Linked DNA regions of Mus musculus: all the other regions are linked to region 1. Evidence: chromatin contacts called from public Hi-C data. All regions are on one chromosome and are shown on one strand. The core of a region is the stretch at or near the end of the contact, and the rest is flanking DNA. Distances in the headings are between cores, read along the strand shown. Region 1 has its middle 260 kb from the start of 1700012I11Rik. Region 2 overlaps Zfat (zinc finger and AT hook domain containing). Region 3 has its middle 200 kb from the start of Zfat. Region 4 overlaps Zfat (zinc finger and AT hook domain containing).

Region 1 (3,076 bases), core at 387-2,886:
TGCACATTCCCTGTGGAGTGAGTAACAGGGGCAGGGGCTGTGGGTGATCTCTTTGTGTCTATTTCTCTGCTGAATGCACCCTTTAAAACATCAGGCGCTTTCATAGTCCTATGTAGCAGGAGTTCCTTATGTCGCTCCAGCTTGGGATCTGCCTCCTTCCACAGGCACATGTGTGAGGCACAGCTACCTCCTCTAATCCAGTTCCCTGATGAATGTCCTCTCTTCAGTCCTGCCTCTCTTATTCTTTCTCTTGAGCACAAGCAGTCAGTAATCTCTATTTGTTTTTATCAGACATGAAATCTCTTTAGAATATTACCCACTGGAGTGTGTCACATATTGGCTGTCCATCAATAAAAAGTGTAGATTGGTCCAGGGATCCACAATGGATGCTGAAATCTTCAGATGTTTAAGTCTCTCATATTAATTAGCATAGTACTCAGGTGTAACTCCTATGCACACTTTCCTGAAGATTTGAAATCATCTCTTGATTACCTATGCTATCTACTGAAATGAAACACTCTACAATTAGTTGCTATATTGTAACTAATTTAAAGAATATGATAGGAGAGTGTGCACTTTCAGTACAAAAATTTTCCTAAATATTTTCGGCATATGATTGGTTGAATCTAGGAATGTGGAACATCTAAAAATGGAGGACTAACTACAATTATTTGCTAGCTAGGTTAATGTCTCTTTTTCCTTTAGAATGTAAATTGCATAAAATAAGAAACTTAACTCTAGTATTCTCTCTTCTCCAAGCCTAGGACATGGGACACTGGAGAGCTCAATGAGTAAATATAAGAAGATACTCATTCAAAGATCCAACAAGTCCATGGAATTTAGGCTGCTCTATATACCTCGGATTTGGGTAGTATAGCCTCGTGTAGATTAGTCCAACAATCCTGTGGAGATATTTTTACCACAGTCATCTCTGGGTCAGAATTTGATTTGCCTCCTAGGTGTCAGTAAGATGTGAAACATTAGTCTACAAAAATCAGGGAGTTTGGAAACAGCTTTATCAGGCTTGACTCTCATGGAAGTTCTTTGTACAAAACAGAGACACAGTTCTTAGTACATCTCTTTGGAGACTGTATTACCATCAGAGGTCCTGGATGCTAGAAAATGGGACCTATACCCCTTTCCTTCGAGGCAAAGGACACTGCTATTTCTTAGCACTAAAGGCCATTGTATTGGTCAATTCATTTCTTTATTAAAATATCCGAGACTGGATAACAAGTGTAGTATACACCATAAAAATATATTATTTGACATTTTGGAGGTTGGAAAGTCAAAGTGAAAGTTCCACTGGGTTCTTTGTCTGCCAATAACCCAATCTCTGCTTCCAATTTGGCTACTTCCTAGATTCTCTTGTACATTCTCCAGTGGGAATGGATGTCTCCTCATATGACAAAAGAAACAAATGGGCAAAGAGTATAGATAATTCCCTCCAGTCATTTTAAGAAGGTGCTAAACTCATCACTGAGTGTAGGGCCTTCATTGCCTAATCCCTGCCTAAAGCTCCACCCCCAGTACTGATGGACTAGAGATTCAGTTGCAACATAACTACCACAGAGGACACACATATTCAGACCATGGCACCTCGGGTGCTGCCTTAGTCATTCTGAAAGTGAAGTGTTTTTCTGAGGAAGTTGGGAGTAGTTTCCAGGGTACACCCTACATGTCACTTGGCCTAAACTGTAGAAGCAATGAAACTGGCACAGAACTTCCGGAGGAGGGCCAAAAGTCAGCCAGACAGAAGAGCCACTTCCAATGTAATAAGCATGGATGGAGCAATAAAATAGCTTGCAATAGCCTTTCTGAGCACCATCTGTTTTCACACTGTATGGAACAGGGCAGGGAGGTATTCAGGCAGTGTCTATGCTTAAGTGTGTCAGCCTTGGCTTTATCACTTGACTCACTGCCTTCTGAAAGTTTACTCACACTGAACCCAGAGAAGCATTCTGTCAAGTAAATAGGACAAGTATGGTCTCAAATCATCTGAATATCTTCGTGTAGTAAGTAGAACTCCAAAGATAAGTACTTATATACATAGTATTTACAAGTATGAACAAGGGAAGTATTCCCCTTCTTGCTTTCCACGTTTCCCAGTCATCATCAGTGTATTTACTCCTTGCCACAATCTTCCACCTACCTTCTTCCATCTCAACCTCTGTACCACAGAGGGTGGAGCACCTTGATTAAATTTCCCAAAAGAAATCCAGAAACTCTTAAATGCTACTTTCCTTATATCTTTCTCTGCTCAAGACCCAGCAAAAAAACCATACCATCCTGAGGCCCAGAGGCCGTGGCAGAAAAGTTAAAGTCAAATGCAGGTTAATATCAAAAGGAGTGGCAGAAACAAGAACTGTAATGCGAATGGCGTCATTTCATCTGTCTTCACAAAAATACCTCTTTCCTCATGGCTACTGAGAGGCAGGAGTAACAGAGAGTAACATAGTGACAGCTGTGCCCCCATATCTTCATTCAAACCAGACATTCTTCTTTCTCATGACTGTAGGGGCCAGACAGTTCAGAGACACCACAAGAAAACCCACCGAAGCAACTAACCAGAGTTCATAGGGTCTCAATCAGGGGCCCTGCAAGGGTCTGACCTAGGTCATATTCATATATGTTATGGTTGTGTAGCTTGGTGTGCTATTGGACTCCTGATAATGGAAGCAGAGGCTGTCTATGTCTCTTGACCTTGCTTTTGTGACCCTTTCCTCCCACTGGGTTGCCTCATTCAGCCTTAATACGAGGGGAGGTGCCTAGTCTTATTGTAACTTGATATGCCATGTTAGGTTGATATTTAGGCAAGGCCTGCTCTTTTCTGGGGGGAAGCAGAGGAGGAGTGGATCTGGGGGAGAGAGGAAGCTGGGAGGAGATGAAGGAGGGCAAACTGTGGTCAGGATTTAATATACAAGCAAAGAATAAAAATTTTAAAATATACATGTAAAAAAAAAACAGAAAATGCTTCTCCCTTGCAAAGTTGACTGCATATATACCCAATTCTCTTTGAGACTCTCTAAATGTCCCCTCCCATTTATGTATTTTAGTAATGAAACCCAAACTTTAA
Region 2 (3,146 bases), core at 473-2,972, 690 kb before region 1:
TCTGGGCTTTAAAATCACACAGCCCACTCCCAGTGATATACCTCCTCCAGTCTTTTTGTGGGTCACATCCCCTAATCCTTTCAAATAGTTCTGGGGACCAAGCATTCAAATCTGTGAGCCTATGGGAGGCCATTCTCATTCAAACCATCACAAAGTCCATTATGTCAGTACCCATTCATGCACACTCATGTATGCACACATATATACATAGACATGCCTGCATATATGTACACATCTATGTATATTTGTGTATTCCTATTTTGTTATTGCAGTGTTGAGATATAATTGCTGTCCTCCTTCTCCGGTAGGGCATGTGGTTTATTAACTTTTCTGTCATTGCTGTTAGGTTGGCCCTGAGCCTGAGGAGGAGTGAGTCCAGTGGTAGAATATGTTCTTGTTAGGAGAAGCCTTCGAGTGAGGTGTTGGAAGCTAGGAAGGTAGAAGGATGGATTGAATCCTCACTCCTCCACTGCTTACCTGGTGTTTGGTATGAGTAATGCAAATAATCTGTGCCACAGTGTACCTGAGCGGTGAGGGTGAGGTGAAGGAGGACATTAAGTGCTTGGTATAGACTATTGTTTTGCAGCTCACTGCTCTGGACTTAGAGCTTCTGAACTCAGGTAAAATGGGCGACAGGAGCTAAGCCATTGTTCACTGAAAATCTGACTGTGCAGCCTAGGCTGCCTCTTGTTCCACATGCAGAATTTGCCTGTTAGTTGTGAATGGCCTGGAGTTGCTCGTCTAGCCTGGTTGTTTTCTTCCTTAGATGCTGATGCTCAGTCTCTTGTGTACATCCCACAGCGCTAGGGTCATGAGGGAGCATCAGGAGTATGCAGCTGATGTCTTTCGTCTTGCCTTTGTGTGCTTTGCTTCTTACTTATAAACAGCTGTTGTAGACGCTATCCTCTGAGGGTAGCAACACATTCATCAGAACAGCTGTGCTAAGTGCAGTGGCCCTTGGAGATCAGTGACATTGAACAGCTGTGCTAAGTGCAGTGGCCCTTGGAGATCAGTGACATTGAACAGCTGTGCTAAGTGCAGTGGCCCTTGGAGATCAGTGACATTGAACAGCTGTGCTAAGTGCAGTGGCCCTTGGAGATCAGTGACATTGAATGTTGATGTTCTCTTACAGAAACGGGCACAGAGAGGGTCGTTGGACCCTCACCTGGTCACAGTTACTGTCTCCTGTACTCTGCAGCTAGCTGTGTATAACTCAGCCCTAACTACACATATCTTTGAGATCTTTGGGGATGCTAGAGTGTGTAGATTGTGTGTGTGTATGTGTGTACGGGGTGTTGACCAAAATGCTTGGAACTCCATCTGTTTAGCTAGTTGTCATTGGTTCTGAGGTGAGACTTTTCTCCTTTGGGGTAACCCCTCTCTCACCTGTGTTAGATAAAGAAGTCCAATAGACTCATTGGTTCTCCAGGTTAGTCTCTGACTGACATGCACTTTGCTCTGTCATTGGACCCCTGTAAGGAATGGGTAAGCATTTGTCTGCGTCTCCCCAGGGAATGTCACACAGCACTTTTCTACTTTCATGGTGAGGAATGTGATTGCACCTTCTTTCCGAGCACTGATCTCACTTCTAGCAATGTGGAAGAAGCTCTGGGGAGACCAACCTTGGGGCAGAAAGCTGCTGGCTTGATCTTGTAGTCACTTCCTTGTGTTTTTACTTAATTCCCAAGTCCCCTCTAGTTGTTAGGAATCACTTCCTCTACTGTGTAGAGTCTCGTGTCTAAGTCTCTGTTGTGCAATACTTTGTCTGTGGCTATGGCATGAGTGAGGGTTGGCAGATTGCATCCCATGGCCTTATCACAGCCCATTGCTCTTCACTGGCTGCTGGCGGGTCAGCAGTGTTAGTGATGAAGCTCTTGGACACTTGTACATCTTCTGAAGGAGTGTGGCAGAGGTGGACTATGGCCCAGGTAGGGACAGGAGACAGTACTTCTGTATTACTGTGGCAGCCATTCTGAAAGCTGCATGAGTTAATAATATCTGCACATTGCTCCTAGAGAAGTATAACATCCTGATGCAAGGAGTGTGGCTTAGTAAACGTCACAAGAGATATACTGTCTTGCTTCTCATTAGTTCTCACATTTTCTTAGAAGATCTTAGGGTCTCATTTCTACTTTTGCCCTTGTTGGTATTTGTAATTCTTTCCATTGAGATAAGTTGTTTTTGAAAACAGGTCCTCACTCTGTAGCCCAGGTTGGCCTAAATTCATAGTACTCCTCTGGCCTCGGCATCCTAAAATCTGGGACTGTAGGTTGAAGCCACCTTGCCCAGTTCAATTGAAGAACTCTCTTTGTTTGTTTGTTTGTTTGTTTGGTTGGTTTTTAACTTTTCTTCTTCTCTCATACATTACATCCAGATATCAATTTTCCCTGCCTCCACCCTTCCTCCCCACTATCCCCACCCCCGCCCAGCCTACCCTCTCTATAGATCAACTGCTCTTTTGTTTCCCTTAAAAATATTGGGCCTCCCAGGGATAACCGCCCATGTGGCCTAACAAGATACAGTAAGTCTGGGGACTAATAACCGAGGTACTCTTAAAGGTACGTAACTTGTTGCTGCTTCTGAAGTGGGAGGCTTTGGCCTGTGCATGCTAGCAAGGGGACTTCAGATACAAGGAAGACTGTCCCTTGCTGCAAGGAGCACTCTGCTTTCTGTGGATGAACAGATCACCAGTAGGAGGAGAAGGCTAGCGGGTCAACACCCTGCCCTCCCCAGCCAGCGTGAGCCGCTGTGGAGTGTGACTGTGAGGTTGAGGATGTTCGGGACAAGAAAGGGGGAGGGGGAAATGACCATTCAAACTGCGAATACTTTGATTTCATGCCTGAGCACTTGTTCCTGAAGTGGGCGACTGTATTGCCTCTGCAGTGAAGAGGACTTCTTTGAAAACCTCCAGCTTTTGAGATTGTGTGATATTTGTCTTTTGAGCCTGATGTAATTTATTTCTGTCCTGTGGCTGAGGATACCACACAGGGACAAATCTTCTGTTCATGTAGACACTGTTGACCTGATAATGAAGGTGTTAGCTCTAAAATACTTCACATCTGCAGGGAAGGTTGTTTTTAAGCTGTTCTATTGATTTGTGATGTGCATAAGGTATAATTTATTCTTTTACAACGTGAAGTTTAGTA
Region 3 (2,829 bases), core at 37-2,536, 580 kb before region 1:
CATTGATTATTATTTTTTTGTCAGTTGTGTTTGGTTCTACTTTAGGTCAATACTGGGCCATACACGTTGTAGTTCCTGGCCATCAGGCAGTGTCAGGATGAGCTCCCTCTTGTGGCTTAGGTCTCCAGTTAAACCAAACATTGGTTGGCCACCCCTTAAGCACTAAGCCACCATTGCCCTAGCACATCATGCAGGCAGGACAGGCTGTGTGGGTCAAAGGTTTTGTGGCTGGGTTGTTGTCTTGGTCCCACCACTGGAAGCCTTATCTGATTACAGAAGATGGCAAGTTCATGCTCCCTTTCTTTTATTACTGGGAGTCCTTGCCAAGTTCACTCTCATAGGTTGGAGGAAGAGTCCACTGTACTAGGTTTCTGTATTACCTCCTAAGTTTACTCCCGTTCTCTCTCTGTCCCCTCTCTCTGTTCTCTCTCTCTCTGTTCTCTCTCTGTGTCTCTGTGTCTCTGTGTCTCTCTCTCTCCCTCCCTCCCTCCCTCCCTCCCTCTTCCTCTCCCCCCCCCCAAGCATGACCCCCTTCTGTTCCCATCCACATCTGTCCCAATCCACCCCCCAAATCTATTCTATTTCCCCTTCCCAGGAAAGTCCATGTCTCTCCCTTAAATCTCTTCCTGTTACTTAGCCTCTCTAGGTCTGTGGATTGCAGTGTGATTGTCCTTTACTTAACAGCCAATATCCACCTATAAGTGAATATATATCATGTTTGTCTTTCTGAGTCTGGATTGCCTCATTGTGATAATCTTTTTCTAGTTGCAATCTATTTGCCTGAAAATTTCATGATATCATTTTTTTCCTAACAGCTGAGTAATATTCCATTGGGTAAATGTATCATTTGTTTTAATCCATTCTTTGGTTGAGGTATATCTAGGAACTTTCCAGTTGCTGACTATTATGAAAGCTGCTACAAACATAGTTGAGCATGCTTTCTATTGTAACTGTGTCCATTCTCTGTCATGATCATGTATGCATTCTGTTGTGATTGTGCGTGCTTTTGGCTATGATCATACATACTTTCTATCGTTTTCATGCCCCATACATGCTTTCCATTTTAAGTTTGCTTGCTCTCTGCTGTGATCCTGCAAGCTTCCTGTTGTGACCATGCGTGCCTCCTACTGTGACCCTGCATGCTTTCTACTGTGGTTGTTAGGGCTTTCTATTGTGACTATGCACTCTTTCTATTGTAACTGCACATGCTTCCTATTGTGATCCTGTATGCTTTTTATTATAACCCAAGTTCAGTCCCAGTTCCTGTTTAGTCATCAGTTTTCTGCTTAATGTGCATCCTGAAGCTGAACTTCAGCAACTGCCATGGAGCTCTGACTCCTGTGGTTCATGATGCTCTAGTTCCTAAGATGAGGCCCTGATCCCTAAAATCTGGGTGTGCCTTCAAACTGCTACAATATGCTTCAACCCTAACAGAGTGACTTTGCTCAATGCATGTTTGTTGAATGAATAAATTACACTAATTAGAATATCACAATTTGGAGAATTGCCATTGTACAGCATGAACCTTTTTCCACTCAATGTTCCTTAGACATTGGCTTCTATTTGACTTAAGCCCACATTTTTCCAGATCCTTTGGCACTAACATTTAATCATAATAATTTAAACTCAGCTTTAAACTGAGATCATTGTATTCATTTCTAGCTATTAGTTCCCTTAGTGCTTGTGACCACCTTTTCAGGCTGCTCTGCCCCTGGCCTTTGATCTAAGCTTGTATACAAGAAAGCTAAGGGCCTACTGTACCATCCATGACTTCATTACTTACAGGACACAAGGAACAGATGACCCAGCATACGTGTAGAAGAACAGGCATGCTCGACACTGCTCAGTGTGTAGAACATGCCAGTTTTCCTGGGTCAATAACAGTTCTACACTATTTTTCCCTGGGATAATTATTACCAGGATTTTCTTCATTCTCAGAAGTGCCTTGTTTTAGGTGATAAATTGTTCCATCATCTATTCCTAATAAAATATACCAGGATGTTGTCCTTACAGGAACATACCTTCTAACACCCAGTGGCTCTAGGTAACAATATTTCTTAAAGGCCTCCCCAGCCCTGCTGCAAGGTCTGTGAACGTTCCCTGAGCTTGTAAAGATATTCAAATTGTGACAAATTACTGGGATGGGGAGATGTTTTCCCAACCTAATTCTGAGCACAGATGTATAATCCTTGCACATCACTGGTCTCTGGCTCCTTATGCCAGTCTCCACAGACATTTCCCACAGCACCAGGCTGTAAGCAGTCAATAAGTCTGCGTCGATCAGAGCCTTGTTACAATTGTACCTATTGGTTGCTGAGACCCTAACACTTGATACTTGGCACAATTCATTGATTCAGCCCCTCAGTTAAGCAATCAATAGAGGTCTCCAGTTGTCCTTCCCTAATGTTTGTGGTTGTTGGCTCTTTGAATGGTAGCTACAATGAGATCAAGGGCCAAGGCTCTGATAAGAGATCACAGTTACCTGCAGCTGAAAGTTTGCTTCTGGTAGGTAGACATGGAGTCACTTCTCCTGGGTCAATCCTGGAGTAAAAAATGATTAGAAACTCTGGATTAAATATTATAGTAAAAGAAAAGTAAGCTTTGCATAGGAATAAAATAGGTAGAACCGAGAGTCTAGAATCCTGGGGGTGGAAAAAAATCAGCTCTGAGCATCTTTGGAACCTACAGCTTTGCCCTTAAGGTCAGGTTCCAATCTCGAGTCTCAGGTTGGTAAATATTTAAAGAGATACTCCAAGTATCTCTTACTAGCTAAGAGATTAAGATGACTGAATTGGAACAATTACCATATCTCTAAGTGATGGGCAAAAT
Region 4 (2,759 bases), core at 40-2,539, 600 kb before region 1:
AGGCTGTGTGGTGGTCCAACCACCTGCTGCCCTTTTGGCTCAGTTTTGGGTTGGAGTAATTAATTACCTGAAGCTCATGTCCACCAGAAGCACAGGAACCTGGGTGTGGCCTTATCCTCTGCTTGGCCATCCATGGCTGTGTTAAGTGTAGTACCTTGCAGACAGCTTTCCATCTTTCCTGAGCCCCACACTCCCTGAGACTTGGGTGCTAAGATCCTTCAGATGCTGTGGGGAGTGATGGCTAGGGTAAATAAACACTGATGCTTATCTGCACACCAAGTATTGCTGTTCTCCCCAGATGCTATAAGTCTGCTTAGAGAACTTAGAGGTGGACTGTAACACAAAACCAATTTGGGGTCATAAAGGCCTGGGGAGTGACGCAGGCTGCATCTTCCTTGAGGGTCTGTGAGCAAGAGCAATATCTGAGACTTTCTTGAAAGTTGGGAAGGAGAGGATTTAAGCTTGTGGGGATGGATTTTATATAGACAGTGGAGAGGAAGCTGAAGAAGGGTGAGAAGGAAGGAGAGGTGAGGAATATGGAACGAGTGGAGTGATTGGAAGATCCCAGATGACATGACATATCAAAATATCCATCCATGCTGCAGAGCGGACCATGAGATGAAGGTGAAGAAAGAGACAGGGTCTCCACAGGAAGCTGCTCTCCAGCAGCAATAGATCTGCCAAGGATAGGTCACTAGCATCATTCTGGAACATCTGAGGTGAGCAGAAGTACTGAACATAGGACCTGATGTTGTGAATAATTTATGCAGTCCCATGGATTAAGGTTTTCTATTAGACTCTCTGTGCTGCTAATAATTTAGCTGACAGACATGTTAGATGCAGCATTGGGAGACATAGAATATCCATCTCAGGGGGTAATGACACTGTGAAAGCCATATTATTTCTGCGACAGAGAACAATTTTAAGCCTGTGCTAATAGATTAAACTGCTGGAGTGATCATTTTGAACAAAGAGAATGGTTAGAGCTGTACAAGCTAACCTTTGTCTGCCTCGGATGGCTAAAGAGCAATAATTCTACCCTATCAATCTGGGGCATGTGATATCGTTAGTCACTGCCACGCTCGCCAGCTGAGGAAGAACGAGCTCTAGGTTCCACTCATGCACACCGGGTCCAGCGTTTGCTCTTTGTGAGCTGCTTGACCTTAGTTGAGTCACTGGACCCTAGGGGCTTCACGATGCCATTTGTGAAGAGGGAACAGGTAGTATGTATGAGGAACTGGAGTGAGGCTTGAGGGAGTGTTCAGTAACCACAGCAGGAAACAGCTGTTGACTTCTGTGGGAGCAGGGTAGGCAGTGCATGCCTACAGAAATGGCAGAAAAGCAGAATGAGCAGGTCACACTTAGAATGCTTGAGGAGCGCACATATCCCAAAGGCTCATAAGCCCCTCTGTAAAGCAGCTCCTTGCCTCTGGCTCATCCTCACTGTGGAGCTCCTAAGTATGTGGAGAAGGTGGACTTGGGGAGCACCAAGTTAGCTTGACCTGCTTAACCTAACACGTGCTTATGCTAGGACTTCAGTGAAATGCACAGCTAGCATCGTCTGTCACCTTTCCTGATGATCCATTGTGATGTTCCATGCATAAGAATCAATAGACAGACGAATGTAGTACAGGTTTTGGTGACAAGACCAACCTGGGGCTAGATATTAAAGACAAAAAACAAATGGGAAAAGGGTTCTCTTAAATGGACTTCAGCACCTAGAAAAGGTAGCAGACAAAATAGAAATGTTCAGCAGGATGGTAAGAGAGCGAGCGTAGATGGGCGGAGGCCTGGACTTCTCAGAAATGTCTGCCTTGCTTTATGAAATAAAGGCTTGGTCTGTGTGTGAGCTGCTAAGGCACTTAGATCTGAAGAGCTCATTGCAAACATCGCTTTAAACCTCATCTGCCCTTCCCTGCAGCCTTCACCCTGCCATACTGAGTACAGCCGGGTATATCACATGAGCTCATTGTGGCTCTCTCCTTCTGCTCACCACATGGTACCACCACACTTACCTGGCATGCACTGTAGTTTGTGGACATGTTTCCTGAGGACCTCAATGTTTATCACCCACCCTCCTTCCTTCCTCCTCATAGTTTGCTATCAGGTGAGGGAGGAGGTTTGCAGCATCCTATTCTCCCGTTAGGTACTGTCTTTCAACGAAAGAAATTAATATTTACCTCCACAGCCTTGGTTTTGGTGCATTTTTGCAGATAAATGAAATGGAAATAAATAGTAAAAGGAAATAAATGTCTTGGGTTGTCTTGGTTTATACATACAGAAATGGCTAGATAAGTTAGCAGTTTTCTCTCAGAATAGCTTTACAGCTACTGAATTCTCTCTGTCATAATCTTCTTTTAGCATCTAACATCAAGATGCCCAGATTGCACCCACAGCTGTCTCCCCCTCTAATCTCTCCCCCCACAGTCTCTATGAGCTGAACCTTCCCTACTTAGTCTTTCTAAGGTAGGTATGCTGGTCCTTCTTTTACTTTGGGCAAGCCAAAGATTGTAGAGCATCTTGCCCAGGCTTCCTGGAAGTGCTGGAACTGACATTCATACCTGCTCAGTGCATCCCAGAGAATGTCACCCTTGTCACTCAGGCCCTGAAAGGATAGCTACTCCAAATCTCCTAGGGACCAGTGGACTGTCCACCAGCCCCTTATCTGTTTTTCAGCCCATCCCTTTGTTTTACAATCTATGTTCTTAGTTCTTCCTAAATTTGTCTCCTATTCCTCTTCTCTGGTTAAAGATGATTTT

What was found. Hi-C and Micro-C count contacts between places; a contact is called where the count stands out from the background.
Region 2: a contact with region 1 is called in a Hi-C map of bone marrow-derived macrophages, with 12 read pairs. The contact joins two enhancer-like sites. A contact is called at or near these places in 1 of 484 Hi-C or Micro-C datasets (bone marrow-derived macrophages) and 1 of 115 datasets of contacts at active chromatin or transcription factors (embryonic fibroblasts).
Region 3: a contact with region 1 is called in a Hi-C map of bone marrow-derived macrophages, with 15 read pairs. The contact joins two enhancer-like sites.
Region 4: a contact with region 1 is called in a Hi-C map of bone marrow-derived macrophages, with 18 read pairs. The contact joins two enhancer-like sites. A contact is called at or near these places in 2 of 484 Hi-C or Micro-C datasets (bone marrow-derived macrophages and nephron progenitors) and 1 of 115 datasets of contacts at active chromatin or transcription factors (fibro-adipogenic progenitors).

What each region holds. Positions count from the first base shown.
Region 1 is chr15:67,480,446-67,483,521 of GRCm38.p6, reverse strand. No RefSeq gene overlaps it. Among named protein-coding and RNA genes, the nearest start is that of 1700012I11Rik, 260 kb to the right of the region's middle. Within about 2 kb of position 1,636, at least 42 of the 459 cell types and tissues checked have an H3K27ac peak or open chromatin away from gene starts, as enhancers often do. A contact at or near this core is called in bone marrow-derived macrophages, where this site is marked.
Region 2 is chr15:68,174,442-68,177,587 of GRCm38.p6, reverse strand. All of the region lies in intron 7 of Zfat (zinc finger and AT hook domain containing), which reads left to right. Among named protein-coding and RNA genes, the nearest start is that of Zfat, 83 kb to the left of the region's middle. Within about 2 kb of position 1,722, at least 16 of the 459 cell types and tissues checked have an H3K27ac peak or open chromatin away from gene starts, as enhancers often do. A contact at or near this core is called in bone marrow-derived macrophages, where this site is marked.
Region 3 is chr15:68,057,233-68,060,061 of GRCm38.p6, reverse strand. No RefSeq gene overlaps it. Among named protein-coding and RNA genes, the nearest start is that of Zfat, 200 kb to the left of the region's middle. Within about 2 kb of position 1,286, at least 2 of the 459 cell types and tissues checked have an H3K27ac peak or open chromatin away from gene starts, as enhancers often do. A contact at or near this core is called in bone marrow-derived macrophages, where this site is marked.
Region 4 is chr15:68,085,166-68,087,924 of GRCm38.p6, reverse strand. The region is part of intron 15 of Zfat (zinc finger and AT hook domain containing); the gene reads left to right. Among named protein-coding and RNA genes, the nearest start is that of Zfat, 170 kb to the left of the region's middle. Within about 2 kb of position 1,289, at least 28 of the 459 cell types and tissues checked have an H3K27ac peak or open chromatin away from gene starts, as enhancers often do. A contact at or near this core is called in bone marrow-derived macrophages, where this site is marked.